Linked DNA regions of Mus musculus: regions 1, 2, 3 and 4 are each linked to region 5. A link is a contact called in public Hi-C and promoter capture Hi-C data. All regions are on one chromosome and are shown on one strand. The core of a region is the stretch at or near the end of the contact, and the rest is flanking DNA. Distances in the headings are between cores, read along the strand shown. Region 1 holds the start of Stard7 (START domain containing 7). Region 2 holds the start of Mtln (mitoregulin). Region 3 holds the start of Zfp661 (zinc finger protein 661). Region 4 holds the start of Itpripl1 (inositol 1,4,5-triphosphate receptor interacting protein-like 1). Region 5 holds the start of Stk35os1 (serine/threonine kinase 35, opposite strand 1).

Region 1 (2,700 bases), core at 99-2,598, 2.5 Mb after region 5:
AGAACTACAGGTTAACAAAAATAAATCAATGCCAATGGGCTTTTCCACAGACAAAACATAATGGTACAGTATTCGAAGAGTTCTAAAACAGTAAAAACAAAACAAACAAACAAAAAAAACCTAACCTAACTCTTACTGGTTAGAATATCCAGGCCATTGCTTTGTGCAAACAGACAAAATCCCTCCCAGCTTCTTGAATGTGCCAAGACACAAGTCACAATGACAGTGGGCTGTCCGCGCAAAGCCCGAGTTCCATCTGGATCGCAGTCATTTTATAAATGGCATGCTACATCACACACACACACACACACACACACACACACACACACACACACCCTTGGGCTTATTTTAAGCCCTATTTTGAATTTGCACTTTTCTGGGTACACTGATTACCCGAAAAATCACCTGTATACCTCAGATATCTAATTTGGTTTTGGAGTATTTTCTTTAGTGTCATACTACCCATTCGAAGTCGTCTCTCTTGTGGTTATTTTTAACCTGACAAGTGGATTTAACAGGCATGGGGGCAGTAACACGGGGTGCTAAAATGGGTTCAATCTATTGCATCGTACTCAAAAGACCACTGGGCAAACTGGGCACTGTCAACAGCTCAAGCCCCAAGGTGCCCACCAACCTCCCGCCCAGGCCCACCCTTCTCTACGGAACAGGGACGCCAACTGCAGCCAAGAGGCTCACCTCTGCAACTCCTCCTCCTGGATTCTCTCCTCGTCCCATACGAAAACACCGGAGAGCGCCGCCATCAAAACAGAGGCATGGCCGGGGCGGCCTCGCAGCCGGCGCCAGAAGCGTCCGAGCAGGGCGCAGCGCGAGCTCTCGGAATACAGGCGGCCGTAGAGCTGCGCGATCTGCTGCGCTCGCCGCACGCGCAGGCCCGTCACGAAGCGGCACTGATTGGCCAGCGCGGACAGCAGGCCCCCGCCCCGCGCGCCCGCCAGCCAGGCGGCCAGGGTGGCCGGTGGCCTCCTCGGGAACATGTCGGCCTCTGTGGATTCCCGCGCCTGCCGCGGGGCCCCGGAGAGGAAGGGCTGGGGGAAGGCAGGCCGGGCCGTCCGCGCAGTCCCCTTAACGGGTTGACCCCGAGGCCACCTCACGCTCCAGAAGCCAGGAGCCGTCCCTCATGCCTTTTTGCAGAAGCGGCTGAGGTAGCGTGGCTTCCGAGGAGAGCGCCGTTGCACGAGGCCCTCTCGGTCCCGACAGCCCGCCCGTCTGTGTGTACGGCGGGAACTCGCGGGGCCCCCGCGGCCAGGGCGCGGGAAGCAAAGCGGTGGCCGTCCCAGGCCACAGCAGAAGCGGTCCCGTGCGCCTGTGTCCGCCTCTCGCGCCGAGTGCGCGCAACCTAACCTGTTTGTCCTGCCCGCACTCTGATTGGGCGCATCTCAGAACCCTGGGCGCTCATTGGCTAAGCCAAAGTGCTCCTCCGCCCTTGCTCCGGGCTGCCTGGTAGCAAGCTAGGTGGCGTGGCGGGAGGGCCTGTCAAGGGCGCCTGGAGAGTGACCCTCGGACCCGGCGGTGCAGCCATTTAGGGACGTCTCACCCGGTCCGGAGGAGAGGCACGGTCAGGTGCGGTGGCGTTCCGTTGTCCTGAGAGGCCCGGCCTGTTTCCCTGTTCTCTACAGTCCCGGGAGGGGCGGTGCACGCCCTACGTGACCCCGCACCTATCACAGCCCAGGGGCAGCTTCCTTGGTCCCCCTTGCCCTGATTCCCCGAGCCCTCCTAAGTATCTGCGGCAGGGACGCGGTTCTGGGTTCCGGCTCCGAGAGAGTACGGGTGGTCCATCCTTAGGGCCGAAGAACACCTTGCAGAGAACTCGAGGGCGGGTGACCCGTTGCTCTCTGAAAATGCGTTAGGCCTGAGCAGTCTCTGACTCGGAGGAGGCAACAAGGTAGGAGAGTAACCAGGTTTCCCAAAACCTGTCTGGCCACGTGTATGTAACCTAATGGTTACTACATGGAGTCTCAGGATACATCAGTATTCTAAGCCAGGGCCTGGTGGCTCATGTCTGTAATCCCAGCACTCCAGAGGCTGAGGCAGGAGCATTGCCAGCCTGAGCAACAGTGTGTCTCAAATAAATAAATAAATAAATAAATAAATAAAATTGCCAGCCTGAGCAACAGTGTGTCTCAAATAAATAAATAAATAAATAAATAAATAAATAAATAAAATTGCCAGCCTGAGCAACAGTGTGTCTCAAATAAATAAATAAATAAATAAATAAAAATTCTCTGTCCAGTTATAAGATGGAAATAATAGCTGCCCCTTAAGTGAAGAATCAGTCTGCCTCCATTTTAGTCTTAAAAGTCATCTTACAGATAGTAAAGACAAGCCAGTTCACTCCTTTTTATGATTAAACCTGTTTCTCAAGGATTGAGCTATGCCCCACCTATAACCTTAACCACAAATAGTTCTGTACTGTCTCTTCCTAGAATCGTAGTCATTTCTTTGTTTTTTAAAAGTTGTGTATAACCATCTTGCAACCCTACCTCTATTTCAAAAGGCTATACAACCACCTATGACTACCTTGTTAGGCCTACCTTGCAACCGTGCCTTTGTTTTAGGGACCCTTGTAAAACTAACTTGTTATGCTTACAGTGTGCCTCTGTGACCCGGCCCATTTTACCCACCAAATCCCCCGTTTGGAAACTCCCTACCACTGACCTATAAAAGCCTTGTCTTCCTCAC
Region 2 (2,700 bases), core at 42-2,541, 2.0 Mb after region 5:
TCCCCAGCCGGGCGGGCACCTGTCCTCCGGTCCGGAAGGTGGCTGGCTGTCCCCGGCCCACACAGGGTGCTGCCTCAGCCCCTCTGTGCTTCTGCCTGTTCCAGAGGCTGTCAGGTTCTCTGGCGCACCCTCTCACCTGTTCAGACTAATTTCCTAAGTTCGGCGGGTCCCGGACCAAGATGGCGACCGCTGCTGCTGTGGCTTAGGCCGCCTCCCCAGCCGGGCGGGCACCTGTCCTCCGGTCCGGACGGTGGCCGGCTGTCCCCGGCCCACAAAGGGTGCTGCCTCAGCGCCTCTGTGCTTCCGCCTGTTCTAGAAGCTGTCAGGTTCTCTGGCGCACCCTCTCACCTGTTCAGACTAATTTCCTAAGTTCGGCGGGTCCCGGACCAAGATGGCGACCGCTGCTGCTGTGGCTTAGGTCGCCTCCCCAGCCGGGTGGGCACCTGTCCTCCGGTCCGGAAGGTGGCCGGCTGTCCCCGGCCCACACAGGGTGCTGCCTCAGCGCCTCTGTGCTTCCGCCTGTTCTAGAAGCTGTCAGGTTCTCTGGCGCACCCTCTCACCTGTTCAGACTAATTTCCTAAGTTCGGCGGGTCTCAGACCAAGATGGCGACCGCTGCTGCTTCTCTTTTTTAAGTACTTAAAGGTCATTGGTCTGACAATGTCCACTTTTTATTCCATTGATGAGAGCTGTGGCTATTGCATTGACACTAGTAACTTGGAAGATTATATATTAAAATACCCTGTATACTGGGGTAAGAGAAAACGTATTAAAGACCATTTCATCTAAATTTGTTCTTTTTAAGTGTTATTAAGTTTTTTTCTCTATTTGTTTATTTTAAAATCGAGTTACCAGAAAGCTTAGATAAGAAAAACGAACAAAGCCGGGCGTGGTGGCGCAGGCGTTCCAGCACTTGGGAGGCAGAGGCAGGCGGATTTCTGAGTTCGAGGCCAGCCTGGTCTACAAAGTGAGTTCCAGGACAGCCAGGGCTATACAGAGAAACCCTGTCTCGAAAAACCAAAAAGAAAGAAACAAAACAAAACAAAAACGAACAATAGTAGATAACACTTCGGGTATGATGCAAGTGAATATCTGACTAATGTCAAACAAGAAATGTAGAAGAAACGCGGAGCCCATCAGAAACCAAGACCATCTCACATCACAGTTAAGACTCCTGATCTAAGAGTCAGGGAACTCTGCTTCCTTTCCTGTCCTTTCCTCGCGCAGACTCAGAGCGGGCCTCAAGCGAGCGCTGTGGCATCTGATCCTTGCGCCAATCCGTAGCTCACTCTACTTTGTGCTGAGTGGTTGCAATGGCGGACGTGTCTGAGAGGACGCTGCAGGTGTCCGTGCTAGTGGCTTTCGCCTCTGGAGTGGTCCTGGGCTGGCAAGCGAATCGGCTGCGGAGGCGTTACCTAGACTGGAGGAAGCGGAGGCTGCAGGACAAGCTGGCAACGACTCAGAAAAAGCTGGACCTGGCCTGAGCACGCGCTGCAGCCCGAGTCCGCCGGGTTCTCACTCCCTAAGCCCAACGCAGCCCGGATCGTGGGAGCCGCGCGACCCAGGAGTCGTCCTTGCACGGCTTGCAAGAACATGGCTTGCTTCAGAAAGAAAATAGTTTTGTCTTCTCTAACAACTTACTTTCAGGTATTAACAGCTCAGTTTGCTGAGGGTATTTAATGGGAATGTTTTACCACGTGCGATGCAGTTACACCTTAACATTTAACTTCGAAATGGGGGAGGGAGTCATTTCACGCCCAGCCTCCACATTCATAGGGTCCACAGTGGCTTTTTAACGTGGATGGCAGGAGCTTTGCGTTTCATCATAGTTATTCTTCAGTCCTATAGTTTTCTTCTCTTAGTTCATGGTTTGCGATCACAGTACAGAAATTTGAAGTTAAAGATACTACTGTGTTACTGATTTTTTTTTCTTACTGTTTTTCAACAGCTTGTCGAAGATGAAAATAAAAAGCACTGGAGAGAAATAATTTCTTGCACTTTATGAATCTATTTTTAAAATAAAAAATTAAACATCTTTGAATCTTTTTCCTCCTCACAAAAGAAAGCAGTATTTTTGCCTACCATTCAGTTTGCTGCAGTAAGAGATTTGGAGCCTGAAAGCAGAGACTTTCTGATGGAATCTCACCTTGGTACAGCCTGGAGGCAGATCTGATCAACGGACCATTATGAGTCATTTTTCTAGACATATTCAGAAAACCTAGGAGCTGTGTCAAATGCCTGAATTAAGCATTACAAATGCAAGATATTTGCACTTTGAAGAATGTAGAGAGTAAAAAAACTAAAATTAAAAAAAATAATGCATGTGATATAACGGAATATATATGTGAAAGAGAAACTGTTGAGTAAGCTTAAAGATAAATGCCAGTCCTATCAAGTGACCAAAGCCTTGGTTATTTATAAGATGTATTTCTGACGCATTGTCTACATTTTTAAGAAAATCAGTTTGTTCTCCAGGGAAACACCATGGCCCATTTTCCTAGGATTATTGAGCCTTATATGTGACTTAGATCTTATTCTATGAATCCAGCAAGGGCTGAAACGCCAGTTTTCAGAGAGCCATCCTGTCTGGGCTTTAGTTGGCTGAAGCTTTCTAGTCAGCATTCCTCACTGAGAACTAGGTGAAGATCTTTGAGGTAGAATAGGGTTCTTATCTGCCTGTGGGTGGTGGCGGTGGGCAGTTG
Region 3 (2,700 bases), core at 142-2,641, 2.2 Mb after region 5:
GAGAGTTTCTGGATGCCATGCACGAGAGACAAAACCTGTGGTCAATATTTGATGGGACTGCTCTTGGAGTTCAGCAAATCACTTTCCTTCCAGAAAGCAGCATGAACATGTAACATCCAGAAGGTAGGTATTTACTCAGTAGAAAAATTTACTTCTTTACCAATTCTAGGTTCTATTTAAGAAAAACTGATATTGGAGAGGTTTAATTGATAGCCAAAGAGATCAAGGTTTTAGGAAGGGTGTACAGATAGTAATGGGAGATCAAAGAGTCATTGTCAGTCCCTGGAGATACTGGGGTCATCTTGGGTTTCAGGATCCAGTTGTTCAGACAGGTATGGTATGACCATTTGTGACCACCCAATGGCCAGATGAGAATGGGTATCAGCCCTGCTTTTTGGTAATGTATAGTTGAAACAGCCCATCCCTTTGGAAGTCCCAGTGCTGGAGCTTTCTTAAGCCTATCAAAAGAGTGTTCCTTAATCCCTCAATTACAAATGGTATGGGCTTGGGACCCTCATTTAATTTCTCATGACTGGCCTGGCTATTTCTTTAAATATTGTAATTCATATTCTGCAGTATCCAGTTAATTCCAGAAAAGCCAAAACCTGTCTTTTGGTTCAGAGAGGGGGCAAATCCAGATCTCATAGTACCAAATGAAGGTTGCCTTTTTTTTTTTTTTTTTTTTTTTTTTTTTTGCCTCACAAATTGAGAATTTTCCCTAGAAGTTTTGCTTCCTTTTTGAAGTTTTGTAGCCTTTTTGAGCTTTTGAGATACAAAGAGGCCAGGTGGGGTGATGCACACCTTAAAGCCCAGGTCTTTGGAGGCAGAGACAGGTGGATCTCCAAGTTTGAAGCCATCCTGGTTTACATAGTGAGTTCAGGACACAGAGAGAGGGGGGTGGGGTGGGGAATGGACTGAGCTACAACGTTTAAAGTCTGTTGTTTGGCTGGTATCCTCTGAAGCAGTAGGTAGAAGGTCACCCTCATTCAGGATTACAGCTACAGAGTTGGGTGTAAATTCTCCGACATGCTACCAAATCTGGGATTAAACCTACACCACGAATTCTTGATGGAAGACTGCGACAGGTATGTTTCTGGGCTCATGCATCTGGGATAGTCTACTGAAAGAACGGGAACCCTGGCTTTCAGAAAAAATAGGTACACTGGCAAACCGGAAACGAACTAGAAATCGAACTTGTGCTGTTTAGGGTCAGAGCCTGGTCCTATCCGTTTCAGCACCACAGACCTGGAGTGCAACCTTGTGCAGGATTTTACCCGTCATCTCACGGCGCGCCGGCTATTGATGCTTCTGGGAAGTGTAGTTCATGCAAAGGCAACACTATGATTGGAGCTCAGAGGCCGAAGATCTTCGCGCAGGCGCACTGCCTTCCCGACACGAGGCGGTGAGTGTTCGCAGGTTCCCAGTACTCTTGCCAAAGGTGAGGGTTGCGGGTCTAGGTGTTCAAGAAGCCGAGTGGACGCGGTGGCGGAGGAGACACGGGGACACTGGGCACTTGGGGGAGGGTTAGTGGGCGTGGCCTGTGTGGACAGAGAGTCTTCCCTTCTGGTGTGTGTCGGTTCCGTGGGGACAGTGTCCTCGTAGGGTATGTCCACTGTGTGTCAGAATCCTGTACTTTCAAGTTGGAGATCCCGGTCTTCCTTTCGTTCCTTCTTTCCATGATGGGTGCTACGTGGATGTGGATGGTACCGACGCTAAATCTGGGAGCATCCACTCCATTCTCTCCCAAGTCCCCTAGAAAACGTCTCCCTTTGCTTCAGCTTCTCGCCCTGAGCCTGCACCGGAATGTCCTGGTGTGAGCATAGGGTGTTCCTGGACGATACCGGATTTGAGGTGAAGAAAACCCCAAAGGAAATCGCAAATGGCTTTAGGCAATTTTAAGATGATATTGACTGGAGTGCACTGTTAAGGAATAGTGGGAAATAAGGGTGAAGGGACTATACTGCGGCCAGACAAGACCCACAGTATCAGAGTAAGACCCACCAAGCACGATATTTTGTGCGTCTCAAATGAGGTCAACATAAACAAAATTTTGAGAAACAATTCTAGAGGTTGACATTCTGACCACCGTTAAATCGAACTAGCACAACTTCGTTCCAACCACCAGTAAGTGTCAGATGTCTAGAAGTCCGTGGGATGGCCAGTTGTCTGTTACTCCATTGAAGTTGTTGGCAATTTACTAGTGATCTTTTCCCTAGTGTTCTTTTTACATTTGAGATACGATCTTATTTTGTAGCTTAACCTGGCGTTGTGTTAAGCCTTAGCCTTCCAAGTGCTAGCATTACGGGTGTATATCACCATAGTTCTGTTTTCCGTGAAATTTCAGTCACGCGAATCAAGCTTCCCGGGATGCTGGGATGTGTTGCAGGTAAAGATCTGCTTAACTTTATGGCTATCTTTCAATGAAAGTAAATTATAACAGAATTAAAAGCTTCCAGGCAGACTTTTCCCAGTTCCACCTCAGCCTTTTACAAAGCCTGACTCTCTTAATTGCTGTGAAATAGTGCCTCTCTTATTGATGTATGACGATGGAACTAAATTATCTTTATAGAAAGCACTCAGCATAGTGCCTCATGAGAGCAAGCACTCAACGCTAGTTATGGTGGAGTTCCGTAGTGCTCCAAGTGTGTCTAGCCGCTGGACAATAGATTATTTAATCAAGTTGTCTGTCATAGATGCTTA
Region 4 (2,700 bases), core at 174-2,673, 2.7 Mb after region 5:
GGAGGGTGTCAGGTTGTCGGATTCTCTGGAACTGGAATTACAGATAGTTGTGAACCACTTAGTAGCTGCTGGGAACCAAATGAGTGTCCTCTAGAAGAGTAAGTTCCCTTAACAGCTGAGCCATCTCTCTAGCCCCTTGTTGTTTTTTATCTATTTATTTAATGTGTATTGGTGTGTTTGCCTGCATATGTATGTTCACTGCATGCACAAGTCACAAACAGTTGTGAACTACCATGCAAGTGGCTGGGAATCAAACCTGAGTCCCCTCAGAAGAGTAGTCAGTGCTCTCAACCGTTAGGCCATCTCTCCAGCCTCTTGTTGGGGTTTCTTAACATGTAGTAAGCCTTGTCGTGCCTTCACACTTTATGAAGTTCTCTTTGCTATGGACGTAGGATCAGCAGAGCTGCCTGAAGGCTTAGGAATTTTTGTTTTTTGTTTTTGTTTTAGAGGACCAGGTTTCTCTGTGTAGCTCTGGCTGTCCTGGTACTCTCTCTTTAGACCATGTTGGTTTTGAACTCAGAGAGGTGCCTGCCTCTACAGCCTGAGTGATGGCATTAAACATATGTGCTACCACTGCCTGGCTAGGTTTAGGGTTCTTACCTCTATGTGACTAGTAAGTGACAAACAATGCTCCAAGGCAGGTCTTTGAGTGACAGATGTCCTTTCCTAAGAGTCACTTTGATTAGGGAAAGATACCTGATTTGGGGAAGTGACGTCTATAGTGGGGTATGCATATACCTGTGCATGTGTGTGTAGTATTGCATGTGTATGCTCGGACCTGCCTCCTGTGCACCTGGGTGCAAAATCATCGTCTTTAGAGATCTCTACTTTGAGACAAGGTCTCTTAATAAAACCTTATACCAGTCACTTAAGCTCAGTGGCTCTGTCTAGCTCCATTTTTTAAACTTTGGATTAGAGGTGGATGTCTGGGGACCCAAACTCACATTATCGTGCTTGGGCAACAGGCTCTGTACCCAAATGAGTCATCTTCCCATCGAGTGAGGCTTATTAGTGGTGCCTAAAAACATCTCATTTCCTTTTTCACCTTGCATAGAGCCAGAGGGAAGTGAGAATGGCTTTTCCCAGTCCTTAATTTCTTTCTCACCTTCCCACCCAAATTCTCAATAAGCACACATTGCCCTGGTAAAAGAAACTTGGTGGGAGTGGCAGCAGGCACTTCAGCCTTGTGCCACGGAATGAAGCAGAATAGCTGTGAGCGCGTGGCCACAGATGCTCTGCTGTCCCTTCAAACCCTAGGGGGGACGACTAGAAACAAAAAGGTGTGAGGCCTTAGGGAGGGAGGGCCCCATAGGGAGGAAGGGCCCCATAGGGAGGGAGGGCCCCAGCTCTGGAAGAGTCCCTGCCTTGGGCCCCGCCTCTTGGCTTCGAGCAAGGGGTGGGGTTTGTCGGGGCGGAACCCCTGAGGCGGGAACCGCTGTGGATTGCTGGAGTCCGCCGGGACCAGCACCGCGTGGTAGTCGCTGCAGTCCGCTGCCCGCAGACTTTGGACCTCGGAGACATGGTCTGTACCCAGAAAGAGCTCGTCAGGTGGACTCTCTCAGTTTGTGTGGAGTATGAACTGGGAGCATCGCGTACGCCCGGAAGAAGGCGAGGGCGGCCAGGTCGCGCTGTCTCTTTAAGAACGCTCTCCTGCTAACTGAGACCGTGAGTAACTGAGCCCCTAGTTCCAGGAGAAACCCTTAAATTTGGGTATTTTATTGGGTCAGGAGAGATGGGTGAGTTTGGGGGAAGTTACTAAGGGTAGAGGGGGGCCTTCACTTTGAAGCAGGGCCGGTGGCTCGGGTATTTTGAACATGGAGGGGGCAGTTGGGCTTAATTCCAAAGCGAGGAGTGCCCCTCACCTGAACTCGATGGCCATGGTGCACTGCCTTTCATGACTCAAGAAGCCCCATAGCTGGTGAATTACTGGGGTGAAGGCCGGAAGCTTCAGGTTTCAGTGGTTGGGCAATGGGGCCAGGGAATCTCTGCTACTGTCTGTCAGTTGGGTCTTGGCCCCTGAATTCTGCAGGCACTTTCCTGGACTGAGAAGTGCAGCTGGACTGATGGCCATATGCTAGCCTGCCTCAGAACCTCATCACTGTAATACTAAGGAGTTGGCAGCACAGTGCCAAGTCTGGCACCTGCAGGGCAGAGTGGTGAGGTTAAGTGGTCTAATGACACAAGGTAGGGTTGTGAAGTCACAGAGGAAGTGGGATGCTGCAGCTAGGGACTGAAGCTGGCTACCCAAGGATGGGGAAGACATTGCCCGAACAAGATTCTGTGTTTTCTGCCTGTGGAAGGGAGCCTCTGGGACTGGCAGGGCATATCTGGGGCCCGAGGTGGACCGATGAGTCGGGTGAGGCCACCCCACTGTAAGGGTCCCCCTTCCCATCTTATACTGGAATAAAAACAGTCTCATGTCCCCTAAACACCACCCACGGTATGTGGAAGGAAAGAGGTTGACTCAGGGTACATCCTATGGTCTCCACTTCCTTTCCCCAAGGCGGACCGTTCTTGCTAACTCCCACCCTAGCTCTATGCACTTTCTGTTCCTCCTGAGTAGTTGGCATCCAGGATTTGAGGTACCAGGGCTCTGGGGACTCTGTGCTGGAGAACAGATGTGCCCCGGAAATCACCACTGATCCCCACCCTCCTACTCCTCCAGATGCAGAGGCCTCCATGGCTGTGATAAGCCTCATG
Region 5 (2,700 bases), core at 78-2,577:
CTGTCCAATTTCCCTCGCCCTACCCCCTGCCCCAGGAACTCAAGACACTTGCAGCCCACTGCCTCTTCTCTAGTTTACACAGGAAGGCAAGGTGTTTGGCCTCCTGGAGCCCCATGGTTCTGCAACAATCACTGCTCAGACAGCCCCAGGGGTTATGAAAACAACTGAGATTGTAACAGGGCAGGGAAAGCTGCAACCTGTTTTGTTATGCGACAGCTCTTGGCCCACCTGAGGGGGTTATTACTGGGTGCGTGAGTTATTAACCTGTGGTGCCCTCAGGGACTAAACCAAGAACCAACTGAATGATTGTCTGCTCTCGGGTGAAGGGTTGGGGTTCTCGGAGGAAACCTCACACTTGAAGACAAGGTTTGGGAACAGAATTGGAAGAAACTAGAAATCAGGAAAGGAGAATGGCATGGGTGGGTCTGCTACTTTTTTTCCCCTCTAGGTTCTGATGAGAAAGAGGCATGAGGGGGCTTCTGCAGTTCTACCAACTACTTTGAATCCCACCAGGACTACTCTTCATCCATCTTTTAAAATGCTAGGCTTGTAATTATGGCTCACACCTACTGAGTGAGTACTTAAAAAGATCAAGGTTAGCACTTGGTGAGCTTGTTAGGGAATGTCAGCTAACGGCTGGGGAACAGACTGATTTCCTAGCAAGAAAGAAGGTCCCAAAGCCGGGTCAAGGACCTTAGCGAGCCAGAGACAGTTATTAGAACTGAGTGGTTCTGAGAACAAGGGGGTCCAGGAGAGGGCAGGACTGCCGGCTGTAGTCTACCTTTGAGCGAGGTCTCCACCAGGCGCAGGTAAAGCTGTGAGTTCTTGTTGCCGTGACTCATGCGCTGGGCTAACCCGTTGCGCTGTAGGACGCACTCCTCAAACTGCACGATATTCTGGTGCCGCCGCTTGAGACTGGTGAGGGCCCAGAATTCTGCTAGTGCCAACTCCACGTTCTCGGGAGCGTCGCAGCGGATCTTCTTGACTGCCACCCTGGCCCCACTGCGCCCAGCCACAGCCTCATAAACCACGCCGTAGCTGCCGCGCCCGATCTCCGCCAAGAGGCTGTAGCGCGGCCGTGCAGGAACATCCCCGCCGCCGCCATCCGGCCGCCGCCGGGCCAGGAAGGCCTCGCCCGGGACCTCGGCCCCAGCCGGATCCATGGCCTGGGCCGCCGGCCTCAGCTTCTCGCACAGTACCCGCTGGACTGGGCTTCGCCTTTTCCGCTCCGGGCTTTTTGTCCCTCTGCGGGCTCCGTTCTCTTTCCCCGTTTCCATGGCTGCGGGGGGCGGGGGGAGCAGCAACGGCGCCGCCCGGGCCCCCCTTGCCTCATCCCTCCGTCTAGCCCCGAGATGTGGAGGAGCGGGACCTTGGATGGTGATCTAAGGGCGAGAGGGAGAAGTTAAAACCCACCGGGCCGAGAAGGGTAGATGAGGAACTTAAAGCGTCCGGCGTCCCACCTCCGCCGCCGGTCGCGGCCCCTTTAAGAAGGAGCCACCGTCTCGAATTGAACGGGGGAAGGGAAAGGAAAGCGGGAAAGACGGAACCACCGGGAAGTACCGAGGGAGGACCGGAAACCGAAGCGCAAACCGTCCCCTCTCGCCGACTTATCCGTCAGGAGCAGAAAAAATAAATAAAGCCGTAGGGATCGTCCCCATCGAAGACGGCCGGCTTAAACTTTCCTGGGGCTTAGCCCCCTCTCAACGGCCCCTCCCCACGTCCTACCCGGGCTTCTCCCGGTGTAAACAGTCCCGTGAATCAAACCCAGGAGAGCCCGGCGGGACGACCCAGACCCCCGGGGACAGCGGGCGAAGGGAAACCGGCTAAAAGATCGGCTTCCGAGGACGACAGGCGGAGGCCCCGGTGACGCCCCCGGGACTACGGTGGGGCGCCGGGGCTCCCGCTTCGGCCCTCCCTTCCTCCCTCCACTCCCTCTTACCTGGCCGGCGCTGTTCCTCTTCCGGGCGAACCGGTTCCCCCTTGGAGCCCGCGCCGGAGGATGGTCCGTTCCGAGCCGGGCTTGTCTGCAGAGCCGGGTAGGGCGCGAGGCGGGGAGCCTGGCTGAGCGTGTAGCGCGTCGCGGCGCTGCTCTTGTGATGACAGCAACGCTCCCGGGGGAGGCCTCGGCTTCCAGGTTCCCGTGGCCGTCCCCGAGTTCACGCCAGCTGAGCACTTTACGTAACCTCTTTATGTAAGCTGCACCTCCCGCCGCCGCTCTGGTCAGCGGAGATTCCTGGTGGCCCATCCCCCAGGAGGCCAGCGGAGAGCCGCGCCGCCTCTCTGCAGCCGAGGTAGACCCAGCCGCCGCGACAGCCCGGAACCAATCACTGGCGAGAACACCCAGCCAACAAAAAGAGCGCGCCAAAATCCCGCGATTTGTACCGAGGGCCTTCGCGAGGCGCCTGCACTCCGCAAACGCCTTTCCGGACTTGACCTGCATCGTACCTCTACGCCCGCACTCGGCACTTGATGCTGATTGGGGGAATGGCTTAGGTGTAATCGATTCACAGCTGAGACCAGGGTTAGAACGCTAATCTCCACGCCCACTAATGACCCCAATGATCTCAGCCGCACTTAATCCTCAGTATCCTTCTCTGCCAAACCCGGGTGGTCCGCACTTCCAAGGTTGCAAAGGACCAAGTGAAATATGATGGCTGGCTAATTGAGTGCCTGATATAAGCTGCTTTGGGCTTGGATTTT

Evidence for each region. Promoter capture Hi-C pulls out the DNA fragments that hold promoters and counts their contacts. A called contact is a pair of places that touch in the nucleus more often than the background predicts.
Region 1: a contact with region 5 is called in a Hi-C map of rod photoreceptor, with 9 times the contacts expected there. The contact joins the promoter of Stard7 here to the promoter of Stk35os1 in region 5.
Region 2: a contact with region 5 is called in a promoter capture Hi-C map of liver, with 3 times the contacts expected there. The contact joins the promoter of Mtln here to the promoter of Stk35os1 in region 5. A contact is called at or near these places in 2 of 39 promoter capture datasets (liver and pre-B cells).
Region 3: a contact with region 5 is called in a promoter capture Hi-C map of liver, with 3 times the contacts expected there. The contact joins the promoter of Zfp661 here to the promoter of Stk35os1 in region 5. A contact is called at or near these places in 1 of 39 promoter capture datasets (liver), 1 of 484 Hi-C or Micro-C datasets (CD4 T cells), 1 of 115 datasets of contacts at active chromatin or transcription factors (embryonic stem cells) and 2 of 9 other capture datasets (adipose tissue and liver).
Region 4: a promoter capture Hi-C map of pre-B cells shows a contact between it and region 5, with 2.7 times the contacts expected there. The contact joins the promoter of Itpripl1 here to the promoter of Stk35os1 in region 5. A contact is called at or near these places in 1 of 39 promoter capture datasets (pre-B cells) and 1 of 115 datasets of contacts at active chromatin or transcription factors (large pre-B cells).

What each region holds. Positions count from the first base shown.
Region 1 is chr2:127,268,877-127,271,576 of GRCm38.p6, reverse strand. It overlaps Stard7 (START domain containing 7), which reads right to left and starts at 1,348. Exons shown (of 8, transcript NM_139308.2): 1 at 697-1,348. The coding sequence starts at 995.
Region 2 is chr2:127,791,079-127,793,778 of GRCm38.p6, reverse strand. It overlaps Mtln (mitoregulin), which reads left to right and starts at 1,291. Exons shown (of 2, transcript NM_001384135.1): 1 at 1,291-1,645; 2 at 1,947-2,397. The coding sequence starts at 1,312. The coding sequence ends at 1,482.
Region 3 is chr2:127,583,368-127,586,067 of GRCm38.p6, reverse strand. It overlaps Zfp661 (zinc finger protein 661), which reads left to right and starts at 1,391. Exons shown (of 5, transcript NM_001111029.1): 1 at 1,391-1,438.
Region 4 is chr2:127,142,180-127,144,879 of GRCm38.p6, reverse strand. Itpripl1 (inositol 1,4,5-triphosphate receptor interacting protein-like 1) reads left to right here and starts at 1,423. Exons shown (of 2, transcript NM_001163527.1): 1 at 1,423-1,665; 2 at 2,666-2,700. The coding sequence starts at 2,680.
Region 5 is chr2:129,800,086-129,802,785 of GRCm38.p6, reverse strand. Stk35os1 (serine/threonine kinase 35, opposite strand 1) reads left to right here and starts at 1,327. Exons shown (of 1, transcript NR_029452.1): 1 at 1,327-2,700. It overlaps Stk35 (serine/threonine kinase 35), which reads right to left and starts at 2,269. Exons shown (of 4, transcript NM_183262.3): 1 at 1,940-2,269; 2 at 782-1,382. The coding sequence starts at 2,245.